2 separate regions of the Arachis hypogaea genome follow, and region 1 is linked to region 2. Evidence: chromatin contacts called from public Hi-C data. All regions are on one chromosome and are shown on one strand. The core of a region is the stretch at or near the end of the contact, and the rest is flanking DNA. Distances in the headings are between cores, read along the strand shown.

Region 1 (3,905 bases), core at 720-3,219, 430 kb before region 2:
TTGCATGGGTGGATTGAAATCTAGTGCACTAAAAATGAAAGTTAAATATCACACCACATGTAATATCATATGTGAAGTATTCCTTTACCTTCATGTAAAATTCTCTAGCTGAGACAGGGAGGACCTCTGATCCAAAGTCATTTGCAGTTGGAAACCGTCATCTATATTTAACAAATTTGTAGCACTTAGCGAAACAAGATTTGCAATAGGATGAGTCAGTTTATTTTCAGTTAATATTATTTTATTTGAATGTTCTCTGAAAAGTTTCACATGTTGCTATAGTTCAGTACCTTAATAGATTTAGAAGTATCTCCTTCTTGAATATATACACACCCATAGAAACAATGTATGGTTTCTTTACAGCCTCTTCCTTTGAAAGCCTAAGAACAGTTGTATCTACTTGCTATATTATGAAGCAGTATTAGCCGTAAATCTTATTCTTGAAACTCCTAATATGTAAGAAGCAGCACAAACATGAGTTATTACCATTGCTTTTAGGTCTTCTCCTTTGGGCTTTTCACTGAATGAGAGAATTATTCCTTTATCATCTATCTTTAATAGACCAAAATCAGAGGCACGACTGTCACATATGAAGAGAGTTTTAAACAATAATATGTGACAAACATTGTTGAATCATTTATTCATTTGGACTGATAAAAGAGCTAGTTTCTCATTCAGAGAAAGATGACAGAGTGATTTCAAGATATACATCATGTGATTATGTATACTAGAAACAGATTCGAAAACCATTAAGCCAACCTACCTGTCATCCATGGGGAGACAAGAAAGAGTAATATCTGCACCACTCTCGCGATGATTCTGGATATGAAGATGAGTCAGAACATGTCAAATTTGAATGCATCAACAGTATTGAAGGAGGAAAGGAAGAACTATTAATTGGACAAAACGGTGCCTTACTTGAACAAAGTCCATATAGTCCATTCAGTAGAGATGATTCCCAGAAAGAATCAGGACATCCTCAATATCCTTGCTTCTAGGATCCTACATCATCATAGTTAAACAACATAACTTGGATTAAAAAGTTCAAGTGTAGATTATGTAACTACTCTAATTTCTATAGAATTATTATACCTCAAAGAGCCAGTGGAACTGTCTCATGGCATCAGCAGTACCCTGAAACCATCTTTTACCTGCCTCTCTGGAGTTTGAGTGGCAGCAAGAACCTGAAATAATAAATACAAGCATTCTTAATCTTGAGTTGAACTGAGTGAGAATGTAGAACTTGTTAACTAAATCTATATCAAATCTTCTGCCTTGACCTAAAAAATTTACAATCTATATCAAATCCTCTGCCTTGACCTGAAAAATTTACAAAAGAGAAGAGTACATTAGAACATAAGAAGCAGTATTTGTGTATAAATTTGCCAAAACTATATCATTAAATTATCACAAAATCTAATATCTTTGAAAAAAATTGAAGAATTGAATAAAGCAAAGAACGAGAAAAAATTAGGAACGAATCCTCATTATAATGACTCCACACGACATGAAATCAGTTCCACGAGATCTATAGTTTTGAATGTAACTTCAATCGAAGCTTACAGAGATTCGCTAGCTCGCCTTCTTGATCTCTTCAGCTAGCACCACTGAATCCGCACTGAAATCGCACTCTGAGTGCTTCAAGCCGTCGGAGGAACAGCAGAACCAGCGGCACAACCCGCGGTGGAAGACGATGGAGAAGCAGAAGATTTAAAGCATTAGCTCAATAATATGAATCAAATCGTCATTCTGAGAGGTCAACGAAAATTCAGAGGCTCCACGATCTCCATTCATAACTCCACCGGCAACGCTTGACGGAGGAGACGACAGCGGCAAGGAGATGAATGGCGGCGGCAATGAATCGTCCCTCTCCCTCTTTCTTTCTCGCTCGAAGCCCTCTTCTACCTGTTATTTTTTTTTCAACTTTTGTTATGGGCTAATATTATTTGGGCTAGAAATTTTTTTAGCAGTGATTGGACTGTGGGGGTTATTGTTAATAATTTAGGGAGGTTTTACAAATTGTCACTATTAAAATATATTATGGAGGTTTATAATAACTTCCACTAAAAAACTTCCACAAACAAATAAGAATTTTGTAGTGCTAATTTAAATTGTCATTATAAATTAGATAATAAATAAATAAAAATAATTAAAGAATGAACTCAAAATTAAGGGAGAAAAGTGATGTAAATATAATAAAAAAAAGAGAAAAAGAAAAAAGAATTTTTTTTACTTGATTTTAGAAAGTTAAATTTTTAAATTGTGTATAGAAAAATAGAAAAATAACATCATTAGTCTCTGATTTTTCTTATGATTATCACTTGATTATAGCTCAAGCCTGTAAAATCTCAAGAGGAAGGCCATCAATATTTTTTTGGGAAGGCCACTCTTAATTATTTTATTTTTTCACACAGTATAATTTTTTTTTGGGGGCCTGCCTCCCAATGAATACATGAAGCTTCGCCCGTGGACAAAGTTATGTATGCACAAGCAAGGATTTTTGTAGATGTTCTTTTCAGCTTCCTAACACTTCCGTTAGGAACCATCGTATAGCTTGTTGGTAAGAAGAGTGAACTAGTAATGTTTTCATTTTTTAGAATGATAATATGATTTTTTAAGATAAAAACGAGGTATTTTAATTTTTATTTTTTATTTTTGTGACATAATGTGATTTTTGTAGGTATTTTTTTATCAACTCTAAAAAAAAAACGTTAACGTGTTAGGTTTAAAAATGGATATAAATCTAATTGTCTCTAAATTTAAATTGGTTAGAGATTTATTTGTCTTTGTTCTTTAAATAATATCATTTTTAAATTATTTTTGTATTCATTATATTAATATTTTTTTAATAAATTATTGAATATATAGTATAATAAATACAAACTAATTAATAAATTATTCAAATTAAAAATATCATTTATTATGAAACAAAATAAATAATTCTCAAATATAATTTTTAAATATATAAATAATAAATATTAAAATACGGTTAATACATTAATAATAATAATCCTATGATATACTGTTAGTATTATGATCTAGATAATTTTTATAAAACACATTATTTGATATATAGTAAAAAATTTTTGAGTAATAATGAATTTAATTTTTTATCTTTTTAAACTAAATTAATAATTTTATTTAATATTTTTATACTAAAATACACTATGAGTAAGCTACTAATACTAAATGAAATAAAACATCATATATACATGTAAATTTAATTAAATTTTAATATACGTAAAAATTCAATTAATCCAAATTATTCTTATTTGATAAATCTACATCGATTTATAACCTTATGACAATATGTATTATTAATAGATTAATAATATTATTGATGCTTTAAGTTTGTTGAGTTTATATATATATATATATATATATATATATATATATATATATATATATATATATATATATATATATATATATATATATATATATATATATATCATTTAGTTTTAGTAATCTACTCATAATATATTTTAGTGCAAAAATATCAAATAGAATTATTAATTTAATTTAAAGAGATAAAAATTAAATTTGTTAATACTAAACTTTTTTTTACTATATATCAAATAATGTGTTTATTTTTTTCTCAAAGATAGATATTATTTTATTATTATAAAATAATAATATTTCCATAAGGAAGTATAAAAGAAGTTGGGTATTCCCAATTATCACCAAATGTGATTGGAAGACAAATAGCTTAAGAAAGAGTAAAGTAAGAATAAAGAGAAATTATTAGCATTCATCAGGTATGGCTATTGAGTTCACGCACTAGACTGTTGGCTTCTTGCACTATCTCCGGCGCTGGGCTTATTAGCTTCTCAAAGACACACCTATTCCTCGCTTTTCAAGTTTTCCAACACAGCGCCGAGATGAAGAGGATCTTTTGTCTACCT
Region 2 (4,101 bases), core at 1,324-3,823:
ATGGCCTCACCTTTGATGAGTACGAGATATTTTGTTTTCTACTTTATTTCAGGCATTGGTGATTCATACCTAATTATTGTACTTTATGCTATTTTTCTAGTTTCGATGGACACCATATGAGAATCTCCAGTTACAACATATTTCTCCTAACTGGCTTAGTAGTGATGGAGAGATTTATACATGGAGGGTTGTTGTCCCGATTGTCTGCTTTCACATTGTAGAGTTTCATCATGTCAACAGAGAAAAAAGACAGCTCAAGAGCAGCAGCTAGAGGTGGCAAATGGAAAAGACCGCCCCGCCCCCGCCGAAAGCCTGCCCTTTGGCGGGCTGGTCCCCCCCGCCCTGCCCTGCCTAATGAGGCGGTCCTAAAACCTCACTCCACGCTGCCTAACGCAGCCCGCCAAATGTCATTTTTTACTATTAAATATTAAACAATATATATAATTTCTAAAGACATAAAAAAATATAATTTCGAAATTCACAAACATTAAAGTCTTTAAAATTATAAATATGTAATAAATATAATCATAAACCAAATTTTTTGAAACAAAATAATGAAACCAATATTGTTCAAAACAAAATAAACATTGTCCAAAACATATAATTAAACATCTACAAGTTTAGAACATAATCAATCAAACGTAAAATATAATCTAAAACACTAAATTAGAACATTTTCAAAAAATGTCCCTAGCAAAAAAAAGTGTTGGGCTCGCCAGAGAGGCCCGTCCCCCCATCAAAGTCCGCGGTTTAAGTGGTGCTAGTTAGACAGACTTTCGAAGTGTGGCGGTCTCAATTTTTTAGCCTGGCCTACCTTTTGGCGAGTTACGCAGGCCAACCCGGTGGATTTAGGTCCGTTTGCCACCCCGAACAGCAGCATAGGCCAGTAGATCCAGTCAACGTTAACGAGTTTCTATTCAACACGATGAGGAGAGATGGTGTTTGGTATCCCGATGTGCACCGTGATTAGTACGACTTGTTTAGGGGACGTTACCAACTACACCACTTGGTGATCATCGATGGGATCCCTGATCCTTGTTTGACACAAGAGTACTAGATATGGTGATAGCAAGCATGTATCTGATTATATCTCGAATGCTTTGATCCAATTTTTGCGTTTGACTTTATCTCAGATACTAAGATCCTGATCAGTTTTTGAACACATCTCGAGTGCTCAGTACCTATTTTTCCACGCGACATGTATTTTGGGTGCACCCACAATACGTTAGATTTTCGTTGTGTCATAGCCCGGAGTTTCACTACCTGGGATATGTCCATATTCGAGTTTTTCTCACAATACTCGAGATGTAGTATGTTGTATATTTAAATAATTATTTTATATTTTATTTATTTTTGTAAATTGTATAATTATTTAATTTAAATAAAAAAGATCCTCTTATAGTTACTCCAATTATAATGGCTTTACAAAATCGTCATATGGGAGACTAGATACGAATGACTAAATATTTTTTGTCCAAGAATAAATGTTTCATTTTACTTGTCAACCTAGTTTTGGGCCATTAGATTTTGTTAGGGCCGAATAATGTTTCATATATTATCGGCCAATCTTTTTGCCACTAAGCAATTCTTGTGCATTATCACCTCTTTTGTCCTTTTTATTTTTTTATCTTTTCGAAAGGGTGCATTATCATTACATTTCCTTCGGGGAAGGGCCTAGTTGTTTCTAGTTTCAACCGAAAAAAACTGCATTTCTATGCGGAAAAATTTGAAGTAATGTATGGATTTTAAAAATATAAATAAAATAATACTATATTTACACATATATGAACTTCTAGACAACGAAAAAAAAAATTATATTTTGGCATTTTGCCTTTGGTATCATATCTCATTTACATGTGCACGAAAAAAATGTATCTTTTGCTTTAAAAAATAACCAAACTAGAGACAGATCTAACTTTGTAGTTAAAGGAATTACAGATCATTTCCAAAATTCTTAAGATAGAAATATGATAATTCTTTGTGTGGTTTAAAGTAAAAGAAAATATTCCTAAGTAATTTTTATTTTTTGAAATTGAAATACCACTAATTTAATTTTCATTTCTCTCTTAATTATTTTTACACTATGTTGATTAGAGAGAAAATTAGTGAAAAAAATAAATAAAAAAATAAAAAAATATTTTGTTTTGTTTAGTTATCAAAAAAATAAAAAAAATTTATGTAGATACTAATAAAAATTCTTTTTTCATCACAAATAAAATTCTTTTTTATATTTTCAATACTATTTTTAATTATATTATTATTAACAATTATTAATATAAATTTAGTTTTTAATATATTATAACAGAAATTCATATTTAAATATTATATATATATTAGATAAATAATTTAAATCAAGTATATAAAATTATAATATTTTATAATATTTATAAAATATAATAAAATATAAATATGGAATATTTATATTTTATTTTATAATAAACATATTAATATAATTTTATATTATTATAAATTTTTGTTATACAGCAATTTTTTTTATTTTTTTCTTCTATTTTTTATTTATTCAAATAACATTTAAATAACTCTAATTTTTTTTATTTCCTTTTCTAAATCCAAACAAAGTTTTAGTTGGCGTCAAATTAAGATTTTGGCTAAACTCAATTCGGTCACTCTCTCCTAGGCTCACTCTCACAAGGAGGCAGAGCTCTCAGCCTCTCATTCTCTCACTCAGTCTGCCACCGCCACCACCACCGCCACCGCACGGTCGCTGCCACGTCGCCGGCTCCTCTGCATCTCCGCCACTGCGTCATCGCCTTCGTCCGTGGCTCGCCTTTGCGTCTTCGTCCAGCGTGGCTCGCCATCGCTGCTGCCTCTCCCTCGCCAGTCTCTGCTTCGCCGTGCTTGGTCTCCCTCTTCTCTGCCCGCGTTCCGCCTTCACATCATCAGGTATGCTTTTTATGTTTTTTTTAGTTATTCAATTATTGGGTTATAATCTGATTAACTGATTCAGTTGATTCTTGATTGTTGTTGATTATAATTTGTTGGTTTTGTGGCAGATTATTCAAATTTTTGTTTTACAGTGTAATATATTTAGGTTTAGTGGTTGATTGATGTTTTTCTGTTTTTGATTATTGGTGTTTAGGATTGATTTTGTTGCTGGGCTATATTGTTGCTCTTCTTCTCTGCCTCGGCCTCGTGCCTCCTCTGTCTCTGCTTCTGGTCCTCTCCACCTTGTGCCTCCTCTGACTTTGGTTCTGTGATGGGAACACTGACAATTTTATTGAAACACTGTGAGATGGTTCTGCTTCTGGACTTCTGCTTTTTTTAGTTATTGTATATTGATTTTTAAAACTTGATTGTTGCTGTTTCAATGTAGATTTAGAATAGATGATGTTTTATTGAATGGCACTTGAAAGCAAATTTGAAAGTAACTGGAATTTGATGCCAATTGAAATTTGTATATAAATTATTGCCGTTTTATACTTTTCATGTATGGTTAGAATAGGAATTTGATGTTAATTGGAATTTGTATAGAATACTTGATTGTTGCTGCATCAATATTTGATTCTTGTTGTTTTAATGTAGATTTAATACTTTATTGTTACTCTTATTGTTACTATTATATGATTGTTTTAATATAGGTTTAATGCTAATTGGAATTTCTATTAGTTATTTTTAGAAATTAAGATTTGATTGTTGTTACAGTGTTAGTGAAGACATTTATTTCCTACTAATATAAGTTTAATACTTGTTGATTGACTATTTTGTATTTTATTTAAATGGGACCGGATTAACCGGTTCAACCAGTGATCCAACGGTTGAACTAATAACCCAATAACTCAGTAATCTAATCGAGTCAATCACCGGTTCGATTCTGACAACTATGCTTATGGCAACAGCTTCTACTTACAAGTCTCTCACAAAATGCACAAACATCTTCCTCTTATTTCCTCTCTCCAAGAAGCAACACTCTATTTACAGTCTTCATTTTCACCAAGTAATACTCCTCTCTCACTTTTAATTCTTTCTTTGTCTTCCAAATTTCCTCTTAATTATGTCGCTATCTTAAATATTTGCACTAGTCATATGTTTTTTATGTTATTGGTAGAGACCATTGTGCCATGGATGCTCTCTTTCAATGAA

Evidence for each region. Hi-C and Micro-C count contacts between places; a contact is called where the count stands out from the background.
Region 1: a Hi-C map of leaf shows a contact between it and region 2, with 4 times the contacts expected there. The contact joins the promoter of LOC112796957 here to the promoter of LOC112796953 in region 2. A contact is called at or near these places in 2 of 8 Hi-C or Micro-C datasets (both in leaf).

What each region holds. Positions count from the first base shown.
Region 1 is chr4:90,642,459-90,646,363 of arahy.Tifrunner.gnm2.J5K5, reverse strand. LOC112796957 (glucose-1-phosphate adenylyltransferase large subunit 1, chloroplastic-like) reads right to left here and starts at 1,969. Exons shown (of 9, transcript XR_011881223.1): 1 at 1,564-1,969; 2 at 1,093-1,224; 3 at 919-1,002; 4 at 764-819; 5 at 291-403; 6 at 89-161.
Region 2 is chr4:90,209,120-90,213,220 of arahy.Tifrunner.gnm2.J5K5, reverse strand. LOC112796953 (isochorismate synthase 2, chloroplastic) reads left to right here and starts at 2,573. Exons shown (of 17, transcript XR_011881221.1): 1 at 2,573-2,904; 2 at 3,101-3,248; 3 at 3,858-3,955; 4 at 4,067-4,101.